Linked DNA regions of Sus scrofa: region 1 is linked to region 2. A link is a contact called in public HiChIP or PLAC-seq data. All regions are on one chromosome and are shown on one strand. Each heading gives the region's core, a stretch centred on a gene start, on an enhancer-like site or on the middle of the called end of the contact. The rest is flanking DNA. Distances are from core to core; before and after follow the strand shown.

Region 1 (4,673 bases), core at 2,004-4,503, 140 kb before region 2:
GTGCAGCAGAAACTAGTATCGAGACTAGTATCCATGAAGATTCGGGTTCGATCCTTGGACTCGATCAGTGGGTTAAGGATCTGGTGTTGCTGTGGCTGTGGTGTAGGCCAGCAGCTGCAGCTCCAATTCAACCCCTAGCCTGGGAACTTCCAGCTGCCTCCAGTGAGGCCCTAAAAAAAAAAAAAAAAAAAAAAAGATATTGGAAGACATTGGAGGACTGGACAGAGCAATCTTGAGAAAGAAAAGCAGAGCTGGAGGAATCAGGCTGCAGCTCTGAGTTGACCCCTAGCCTGAGCATTTCCATATGCTGCAGGTACAGCGCCCCCTCAAAAAAAAGAATGGGCAATTAGCACATGAGAGGGTCCTTCAGGTCAAGAGGTAGAGAGAAATGCAAATGAAAAGCACAAGAGAACAACTACCCACCCATTAGAATGTCTTAAAGAGGTAGATGGAAACTATTCCAGTTAGAATGGAAAAGCAATGAGGTCCTACTGCACAGAACAAGGAACTCTAGCCAGTCTCTTGGGATAGAACATGATGGGGGATAGTAATGAGAAAAAGAATGTGTGTGTATACATATATGTATGTGACTGAGTCTCTATGCTATATAGCAAAAATTGATGCAATATTGTAAATAAACTATAGTTTAATAAAAAAAAAAGCACTTTGGGAGTTCCTGTCGTGGCTCAGCGGTTAACGATGACTAGGAACCATGAGGTTGTGGGTTCGATCCCTGGCCTCGCCCAGTGGGTTAAGGATCTGGTGTTGCTGTGAGCTGTGGTGTAGGTTACAGACAAGGCTTGGATCTGGTGTTGCTGTAGCTGTGGCGGAGGCCAGCAGCTACAGCTCCGATTAGACCCCTGGCCTGGGAACCTCCATGTGCCACAGGTGCGGCCCTAGAAAAGACAAAAAATAAAAATAAAAATAAAAAAACACTTTGGAATGAATAAGCAGTGGGATCCTGCTGTATAGCAATGGGAACTATGTCTGGTCACTTGTGACAGAACTTGATCATGTGAGAAAAAAGACTGCATACATGTATGTGTCACCTTGCTGTGCAGTAGAAAATCAACAGAACGCTGTAAACCAGCTTAATGGAAAAAATAAAAATCATTATAAAAAAAATAAAACATTTTTTAAAATTAAAATTTTTTTTTTTTTTTTTTTTTTTTTGCCATTTCTTGGGCTGCTCCCGCAGCATATGGAGGTTCCCAGGCTAGGGGTTGAATCGGAGCTGTAGCCACAGGCCTACGTCACAGCCACAGCAACGCAGGATCCGAGCCGCGTCTGCAACCTACACCACAGCTCACGGCAATGCTGGATCCTTAACCCACTGAGCAAGGCCAGGGATCGAACCTGAAACCTCATGTTTCCTAGTTGGATTCGTTAACCACTGAGCCACGACGGGAACTCCTTTAAAAATTAAAAATTTTTAAAAAAGAGAGAAAGAGAGAGAGCGAGGGAAAAAGACATACCAAGCCCATAGCCAGTGTTGGCAAGGACCTAGCAAAGGGACTCACACCGTTGCTGGTGGGAAGGCAAAATGCTGCAACCACTGTGGAAAGCACTTTGGCAGTTTCGAGGCTCCACCCAGAAATCCTATTCCTAATATTTACCCAAGAGAAATGAAAACACATGTCCACAGAAAGATGCGTAGACAAATGTTCATAGAAGCTTAATTTGTAACAGCCCCAAGTGGAAACAACCCTAATTTCATCCACAGGTAAACCGATCAACACACTGAGGTATCATCAGACAATGAAATGCTAGTGAGCCATAAAAACAGAAAACTACTGCTTAGACACAGTGACAGGGATGGATCACAGAAACATTCTGCTGAGAAAAAAAAAAAAAAAAACCCTGACACAGCAAAGGGGCTGTCCTGTATGATTTCATTTATATGAAATTCCAGAAAAGACAGATCTAATCTATAGTGACAGAAAGCAGACCAGTGGTTGCCTGGAGCTGGGGTGGAAGGATTGAGTGGGAAGCAGTACAAGGGAATTTTCTGGGGTGAAGCCCATGATCTGTGTCTCGACTTGGGTTACTTGGGTGTACAAACTTGTCAGAACTCATCATGTACATTTTGAAGTAGGTGTGTTTTATTGAATTAAACCCAGACCTCAATGAAGTTGATTGGAAAGAAAAAAAAAAAAAAACATTTAGGGAGTAGAAAATACTATGAAACACAAAGACCAAGTTGGGAGAAGTCTGCATATAGACCCAGAGAGAGGTTTTCCTGGGAAACCTCAGTCTGCAAAGTGGGTTCATCTTCTTGGAGATGCTGGTCCTTCTCAGAGCTGCCCCAAGGTCTTGCTGGGACCTGGCTGCGTATTGATGGCTTCCTTGAGTCCCCTTGTATGTGCTGAGTCTGGGGAGCTGCTGAGAATTCTGTTTCAGCTCTTGTTGGAGGACCTCGCCTCCTCTTCCCAGCTCTGGTCTGCTGCCCGATTGCACTGCTGCCACCTTCCATTCTTACACCTTCCCATGACTTCCAGGGTAAGCTCACTGGCCCACCCAGGTTTCCACCTGAGGCCCAAGGCTTTTCAGATTCCACAGACCCAGGCAGCATAAACTATTCTGCCTTTATTTGTCTTCTTTTTCTCGTCTCCCACTTGCTTTGTCTTTCTCAACTCCCAAGTCACGTTTTATTTCTGTTGGACTCTTCTAGAATCTTCTCCCTTCTCAGTTCCTACCTCCTGATTCCAAGGCTCAACATCATGGCAACAGGGCATGTGGGAAGATTTGGGATTTCCCCTTGGAGTTCAGAGTGGCTTAGGACCCAGGAAAGAATGGGGTGGCCCCCACCGAGCCAGCAGCCACCAACGCGATGCCTGTCATATTGAGATATATATATTTTTAATCATTTATTTATATATGTATTTTTTCCTACTGTGCAGCATGGGGACCCAGTTACACATATATGTATACATTCTTTTTTCTCACGTTACGTGTTCCATCATAATTGATTAGACAGAGTTCGCAGTGCTACACAGCAGGATCCCATTGCTAATCCATCCCGCAAGCGACATTTCAATGAACCCTTCCTCCAAGGACTGGCGCTTGGCCCTTTGTCCAAAAATAACCTATTGAAATGTGATTGCGGGCAGAGCTAAGGAGTAGAGTTCAAACTCCTTAGCTCTGCCCGCCAGGCCATCTCAATGTAGTCACATTCCTGGAAACCTGGCCCTAGCCTGTCCTCTCTCCCAACCCCACTTGGTCACACTCAAGCCTCTGCTGAAAAGTGAGCATGAGTCATTCCTCACCATCGCAGTTACGGCACTTATCCCAGAGTCCCATGGGGACTCAACTATCCGACCTTCTCACCATGAAAACATCCAACAAGTCAGAGAACCTTTAAATTAAAAAAAAAAAAATTTTAAATTGCTGTTCCCATGGCATATGGAAGTTCCTGGGCCAGGGATTGAATTTGAACCACAGCTGCAACAATTTAGGATACTTTAACCCACGGAGCTGGATGGGGATCAAACCCATACCTCTGAAGCAACCCAAGCCCTGCAGTGGGTTTCTTTCTTTTTCTTTTCTTTCTATTTTTTTTTCTTTTGTCTTTTTAGGGCTGCACCTATGGCATATGAAAGTTCCCAGGCTAGGGGGTCTAACAGAATATGCAGTTGCCAGCCTACACAACAGACAGCAATGCCAAATCCAAGTCATGTCTGTGACCTACACTACAGCTCGTGGCAACACCAGATCCAAGGAACCCACTGAGCGGGGCCAGGGATTGAACCCACATCCTCATGGATACTAGTCGTGTTGGTTACCACTGAGCCACAATAAGAACTCCCCCCCTCTTTTTAAATTTCTTTCTATGGCTGCACCTGCAGCACATGGACATTCCCAGGCTAGGGACTGAACTGGAGCTGCAGCTGCTGGCCTATGCCAGGGCCATGCAACATCAGATCTGAGCCGCATCTGAGAACTATGCCATAGCCTGTGGCAACAATGGATCCTTAACCCACTCACTGAGTGAGGCCAGGGATCAAACCCAAATCCTCAGGGATATCATGTCATGTTCTTAACCTGCTAAGCCATGACAGTAACTCCATGCATAACAGATTCTTTTTTTCTTTTTTTTTTTTTGTCTTTTGTCTTTTGTTGTTGTTGTTGTTGTTGTTGTTGCTATTTCTTGGGCCGCTCCCGCGGCATATGGAGATTCCCAGGCTAGGGGTTGAATCGGAGCTGTAGCCACCGGCCTACGCCAGAGCCACAGCAACGCGGGATCCGAGCCCTGTCTGCAACCTACACCACAGCTCATGGCAACACCGGATCGTTAACCCACTGAGCAAGGGCAGGGACTGAACCCGCAACCTCATGGTTCCTAGTCGGATTCGTTAACCACTGCGCCACGACGGGAACTCCCATAACAGATTCTTAACCCACCTCCCCACAGCAGGAACTCCCACCTGATCTTTTATAACTCCCGTGCCCAACACTGCTTCTAACCCATAGTAAGCACTCAGTCTTTATTATTACGATGCTTCGTGCATGCTTGGTGCTCTAAGAGACTCAAAGACTGCCTAAGGCTTGATTTCCATCTCATGGAGCCCACAGGCCAGATGGAGAGATGGACCTCTGGACAACTGTAAAGCACATTACCCTGCAGGATAAGTGCTTCGTTAAATGTTGGCAGGAAAAACAGCCAGGGAGGAGGT
Region 2 (5,166 bases), core at 551-3,050:
ATGGCTCTCCAGGGGAGAGAGAAAATCCCAGCAGCCAGCATTTGTGAAGGCAGGGCTGTGTGCTGGGGGAATATTTCATTCAAATGAGCTCAGGAGGCAGCAAGGGGGTGGGATTAATATACGATTCCCCTCAAATTGTGAATCTAAGGAAACCAAGAGAGGTGAATCCTTTTCCATCCCTGTTAGGATCCCCCCAAAGAACAGGACTTTTCATTTCCCTTTGTGCATCTATCTCTATTAATTAATAACTGGAAACATGCCAACCTCTCAAGTGTCTTACTCACATCTGGGCTGAGCAGGTGAAATTGCTCAGGGTTCTCCTGCCCTTGGACAATGTCAAGCTTGTAACTCATACAAGTCTCACAAACTGACCCTATGCGGATCAGGATGCAAAGAAGTAGGAAGGGCACATGTCACCGAGGTAGTGGTTCTAGTATCTGAAAGCACGAGTTGGGAGAATTCTTTTAGATAAGCCCATAGATGAAGAGTGTCCTACTTGGATTTAGAGGGACGTGAATTTTCCACCCACCAATGACATCCCATGCTCTGTGCCTCCCTGTACACTGTTCCTTTGTGTAGCAGCTTCTGTCATCATTTCTCCTGGAGAGCACTTGCTCACCATCCAAAATGCTTCCCAAACACTCTGCTCCTCTGAGAAGCCTCCCTGGGCCTCCCCAAGCATCAAACCATTTCATCGTCCTTGATTCCAAATCCACGTATTTATAGATCCCTCTACTCTGCTACTCTAGAATCTGCTCACTGCACTGAAATGACTGAAATTCTCTCTGCGTGTCTCTCTGTCTCTGTCTCTGCCTCTCTGAAGACATGGATGTCTCTGGCCTGGGGGACTAACTGTGTATTTGGCCCACAGCTAGTCATCAATGGGTATTTGTTGAACGAATGAAGGGTGAACCACCAGATACATCAGAAGGCCATGTGGGATTGCAGAGCTGGGACATCGAAAGAAAGAACTCATTAATCCATCAGCTTAGCAGGTCAGGTGGCTGTCTCCTGGCACAGAGCAAAGGCCTGAAAAAAAAAAATGAGATGATGTCAGAGGGAAGGGATTTTAGGCCTGACCTGGATTATGCTTGGAAGGCACACCTTAGCAGGAACCCTGGATGGCCAGGACCCAGTGCCAGCAAAATGTGCCAAAGCCCAGACCATTCCCAGATCCATTTTATCAGCTACTTTTCCAATAGAACCTTCCTTTAGGGCGATGCTCTCCAATAGGAATATGATACTGACAGGAACATGATAAGATTTCCTAGTACTGACATTTAAAAAGTAGCAAGAAATGGGTGTACTTAATTCTCAATGGATCTTATTTGATGCAGTTTTTTCTAGAATACTATTTTCATGTGTGATCAATGTAAACATCATAAATGGGACATTTTGGACTCTATTTCATACTAATTCTTTGAGGTCACAGATGTGGTTTGGATCCTGTGTGGCTGTGGCTGTGGCTGTGGTGTAGGCCGGCAGCTACACCTCCAATTCGACTCCTAGTCTGGGAGCTTCCATATGCTGAAGGTGTGGCCCTAAGAAGAGAGAAAGAAAGAAAGAAAGAAAGAAAGAAAGAAAGAAAGAAAGAAAGAAAGAAAGAAAGAAAGAAAGAAAGAAAGAAAGAAAGAAAGAAAGAAAGAAAAAGAAGAAAGAAAGTTAGTTATGCATCTTAAAAGCTGTGAAGGGGAACTGCCAAATTGTCCTCCAATTTATAGTCTCACCAGCTGTGTATGAGAGTATCGGTTTCCCCCAGAAATAACTCTGGATATTGTCAGTTGCAGTTTTTGGTTAGCAGAGCAATTTTAAGTCATCACCAGGCATTTTTCCCTTCCCTCAAGGAGAGGCAGAGGGGGAGGTTGTGTGTATGGCTATAAAAGATCAGGTATTTTAACTTGTAGATCCATAAAGGAGTCCCCCTGCATCCCCACATACCCCCCATATCACTTCCACAAAGAATACGTTGGTGAAGTGTTTTTTTAACCTATGAGTTTACTTAATGAGTCAATCTCTATATTGTGGGGGGGGGGGGGGAATTGCTGCTGCACTCGAAGCACATGGAGGTTCCCATGCTAGGGGTCTAATTGGAGCTACAGCTGCCAGTCTATGCCTCAGCCACAGCAATGCCAGATCCAAGCTGCATCTTCGACCTACACCACAGCTCACAGCAACGCCGGATCCTTAACCCACTGAGCAAGGCCGGGGATTGAACCTGCATCTTCATGGCTCCTAGTCGGATTTGTTTCTGCTGCACCACAATGGAAACTCTGAATGAGTCAGTCTCTTAAATTGAGGCAGCGCATGCCTCATAGCCAAGTGTGTAGAGGACCCTATGCTTAAGAGCACAGCCTGGCATGTGTTATGTATGTAATACCTCTGTAGCCACTGCCAGATCTAGACCAGGTGCATTTCCAGAACCCCAGAAATTCCACACTTACTAGCTCTCTCCCCATAGTAAGCCCCCTCTTGACTTCTGCCACTATTGATTAACTTTGCCTGTTGTTGAACTTCCTACAAATGAAATTGTGAAATATGTCCTCTTTGGGTCTGGGATCTATCATGTAATGTTGTTTGTGAGATTCATTCATGTTGTCACAGGATACAGTGTGTTCCTTTTCATCTTACATCAGGTGTGTTATTTTTCGTTGTATGCATAGGCTATAATGTAGTTATCAGTGTTGTTTCTAGCTTGGGGCTGTTTTTCCACATGTCTTTAGCTGGATATATTGAGAATATACCGAAGAGTGGAATGACTGGGTCACAGGCTTCGTGAGTGTTCACTTCTTTTTTTTTTTTTTTTTTTTTTTTGCTTTTTAGGGCCACACTCACAGCATATGGAGGTTCCCAGGCTAGGGGTTGAATCAGAGCTACAGCTGCTGGCCTTCACCACAGCCACAGCAATGCAGGATCCAAGCCCAGTCTGCAACCTACACCACAGCTCATGGCAACAACAGATCCTTGACCGGCTGACTGAAACTTCCAGAGATGGAAACTGTGTCCTCAGAGATACTAGTTGGATTTGTTTCCCCTTTGCCAAAATGGGAACCCTTAAAATCTTTATGATAGTCAACCTTCCAAAGTAGGAACATAAGAATATTTATTTAAGTTTTCTTGAATTTCTCTAAATATTTTACAGTTGTCAGTGTAGAGTTACTGAGCACCTTTGGTTCCTAGATATTTGCCTTTTAATCCTATGTAAATGACATTTTAAATTGAATTTTCTAATTTTTAGTTGCTATAATGACAATTGCATTTTTTAAAATTGACCTTGAATCCATGAAAGATTCACTTTTTTTTTGGTCTTTTCTCGGCATATGGAGGTTCCCAGGCTAGGTGTCTAATCAGAGCTGTAGCTGCCAGCCTACGCCACAGCCACAGCAATTCAGAATCTGAGCTGCATCTGAGACCTACACCACAGCTCACGGCAATGCTGGATCATTAACCCACCAAGCGAGGTCAGGGATCGAACCCGAAACCTCATGATTCCTAGTGGGATTTGTTAACCACTGAGCCACGATGGGAACTCCCAGATTCACTTATTAATTCCCACAGTTTAATGTCTTTGTTCAAAACTGTAGCACCTGTCAGTAGTCACAGCATTATTTCTTATACATTTGCTATTCATTTATCCGTTTATTTTTCTTGCCTTATTGCACTAGATGGGACCTCTAGCACCAGACAGAATAAAAGTGGTGAATCTTCTTTCCAGAAAGGATTCATGTGTGTTTCATAATCTCTCTGTGTTATGCTTGATCTCCTTGAACTTTCCACGCGTTCCTTGACTTTGGACCAAACCCTGTGTGAGGACAGGGATCTATCATTCCCCAAACACCATGCCTGGGGGAAGAGATGGCCATCCAGCCAAAGGTCTGGGTTACCTGGGAGGAGAGAGGAAGCATTTCTCACTGATGGCAGGTTAGAATTTCCCTAGAAACACTTGGGATGCTCCTGGTTGGAGGCTGAGGTGGGGGGTAGGGCAGTGAGAAGGCCAAAAATGGCCAGACTGACATTTTTCCTACCTCCCTGGAGAATTTCTAAAGGAATCATCTTCCCAACCTCTTCCTCTTCCATCTCTGACAGTCACTTGGAGCTCACTGCATTAACCAAAGGCCAATGGAAAATAACAGAGAAAAACAAAAAACAAAAAACCTGGGTCTTTGGTCCAATACCCTGTTGGGTTGGACACAGGAACAAAATCAGCCCTCCTACTGACCTCCTGGGCAACCTCAGGAAGAGTTACCCAAGGAAGAGGACTGGGAGGGGACAGAGGACAGACCAGCTGTCAGTCAGAGGGTTGTAGCCAAACCCACAAGCCCAGAGGGACCTAGGGCTGGGCGCTCTGCCCCTGAGGCTTGGATTCCTATGGAGACGGTCAGACTCAGTTCCACTTACAGCCAAGGCTCCCTTATCCCACGTTAAGGAAGATGTCACTGAGCCTGTCACTGTTCTCTCCAGGCAGCCCCTCACCCAATCTGTCACTGGAAGCCCCCTTGAGGACAGATATGTCCACCACGTGATGGACACAAGCCAGGCGTAGCTGGAGCCTCCCTGGGCTGGAATACTTGGTCACTGGCTCTTTCTATCCAGGGCGAACCCTGTTCCTCCCTGCAGAGTGTGCCATGATCCTAGAAGGGACTGTGGCCACACAATGGAGTCACCTGAGAGAGATTTTGTAAAAAAACAAAACAAACAACAACAAAACCATCGGAGTCTGCTCCAAACACCCAGGAATTCTGATGTAATGGGTCTGGATGGGAACATGAGCTGCAGTCTTTCTAAACATGCAGCCTGGGCTGAGACGCACTGACCCACAAACCCTCTTCTAGGTTATCCCACAGAGAAAGTGAGGCATCTAATGGTGAAAGGAACAACCTCAAAGGTGAGAAGACCAGATAAGATCACCAGCAGGCTCCTCATTCGATTCTTATCCAGAAACCATAGTTTAATTGCCCCTCGGAGGGAAAAGAGAATGCGTTGGGCGGGGATTCATAGGTCGTTCCTGCCCTGTGGTTCCTAGAGATGGTGTGATTTAATTTTACTCTCACAGAAGTGAGTGACGCAAAGCCTTCCCAGTACCCAGGGCCCTATTGTGTTCTCCACCTGCCCCACTCTGGTGAACTTGCCTCTAGCAGGTAAGGTTACTCAGTCATAGGATTAAATGTG

What was found. HiChIP or PLAC-seq counts read pairs in DNA pulled down with a chosen protein or histone mark.
Region 1: a contact with region 2 is called in an H3K27ac HiChIP or PLAC-seq map of skeletal muscle. The contact joins two enhancer-like sites. A contact is called at or near these places in 2 of 47 Hi-C or Micro-C datasets (embryonic fibroblasts and skeletal muscle) and 2 of 2 datasets of contacts at active chromatin or transcription factors (alveolar macrophages and skeletal muscle).

The regions. Positions count from the first base shown.
Region 1 is chr10:41,150,486-41,155,158 of Sscrofa11.1, reverse strand. No RefSeq gene overlaps it. Among named protein-coding and RNA genes, the nearest start is that of SVIL, 24 kb to the left of the region's middle. Within about 2 kb of position 3,253, at least 3 of the 83 cell types and tissues checked have an H3K27ac peak or open chromatin away from gene starts, as enhancers often do. A contact at or near this core is called in skeletal muscle, where this site is marked.
Region 2 is chr10:41,007,170-41,012,335 of Sscrofa11.1, reverse strand. No RefSeq gene overlaps it. Among named protein-coding and RNA genes, the nearest start is that of JCAD, 99 kb to the right of the region's middle. Within about 2 kb of position 1,800, at least 1 of the 83 cell types and tissues checked has an H3K27ac peak or open chromatin away from gene starts, as enhancers often do. A contact at or near this core is called in skeletal muscle, where this site is marked.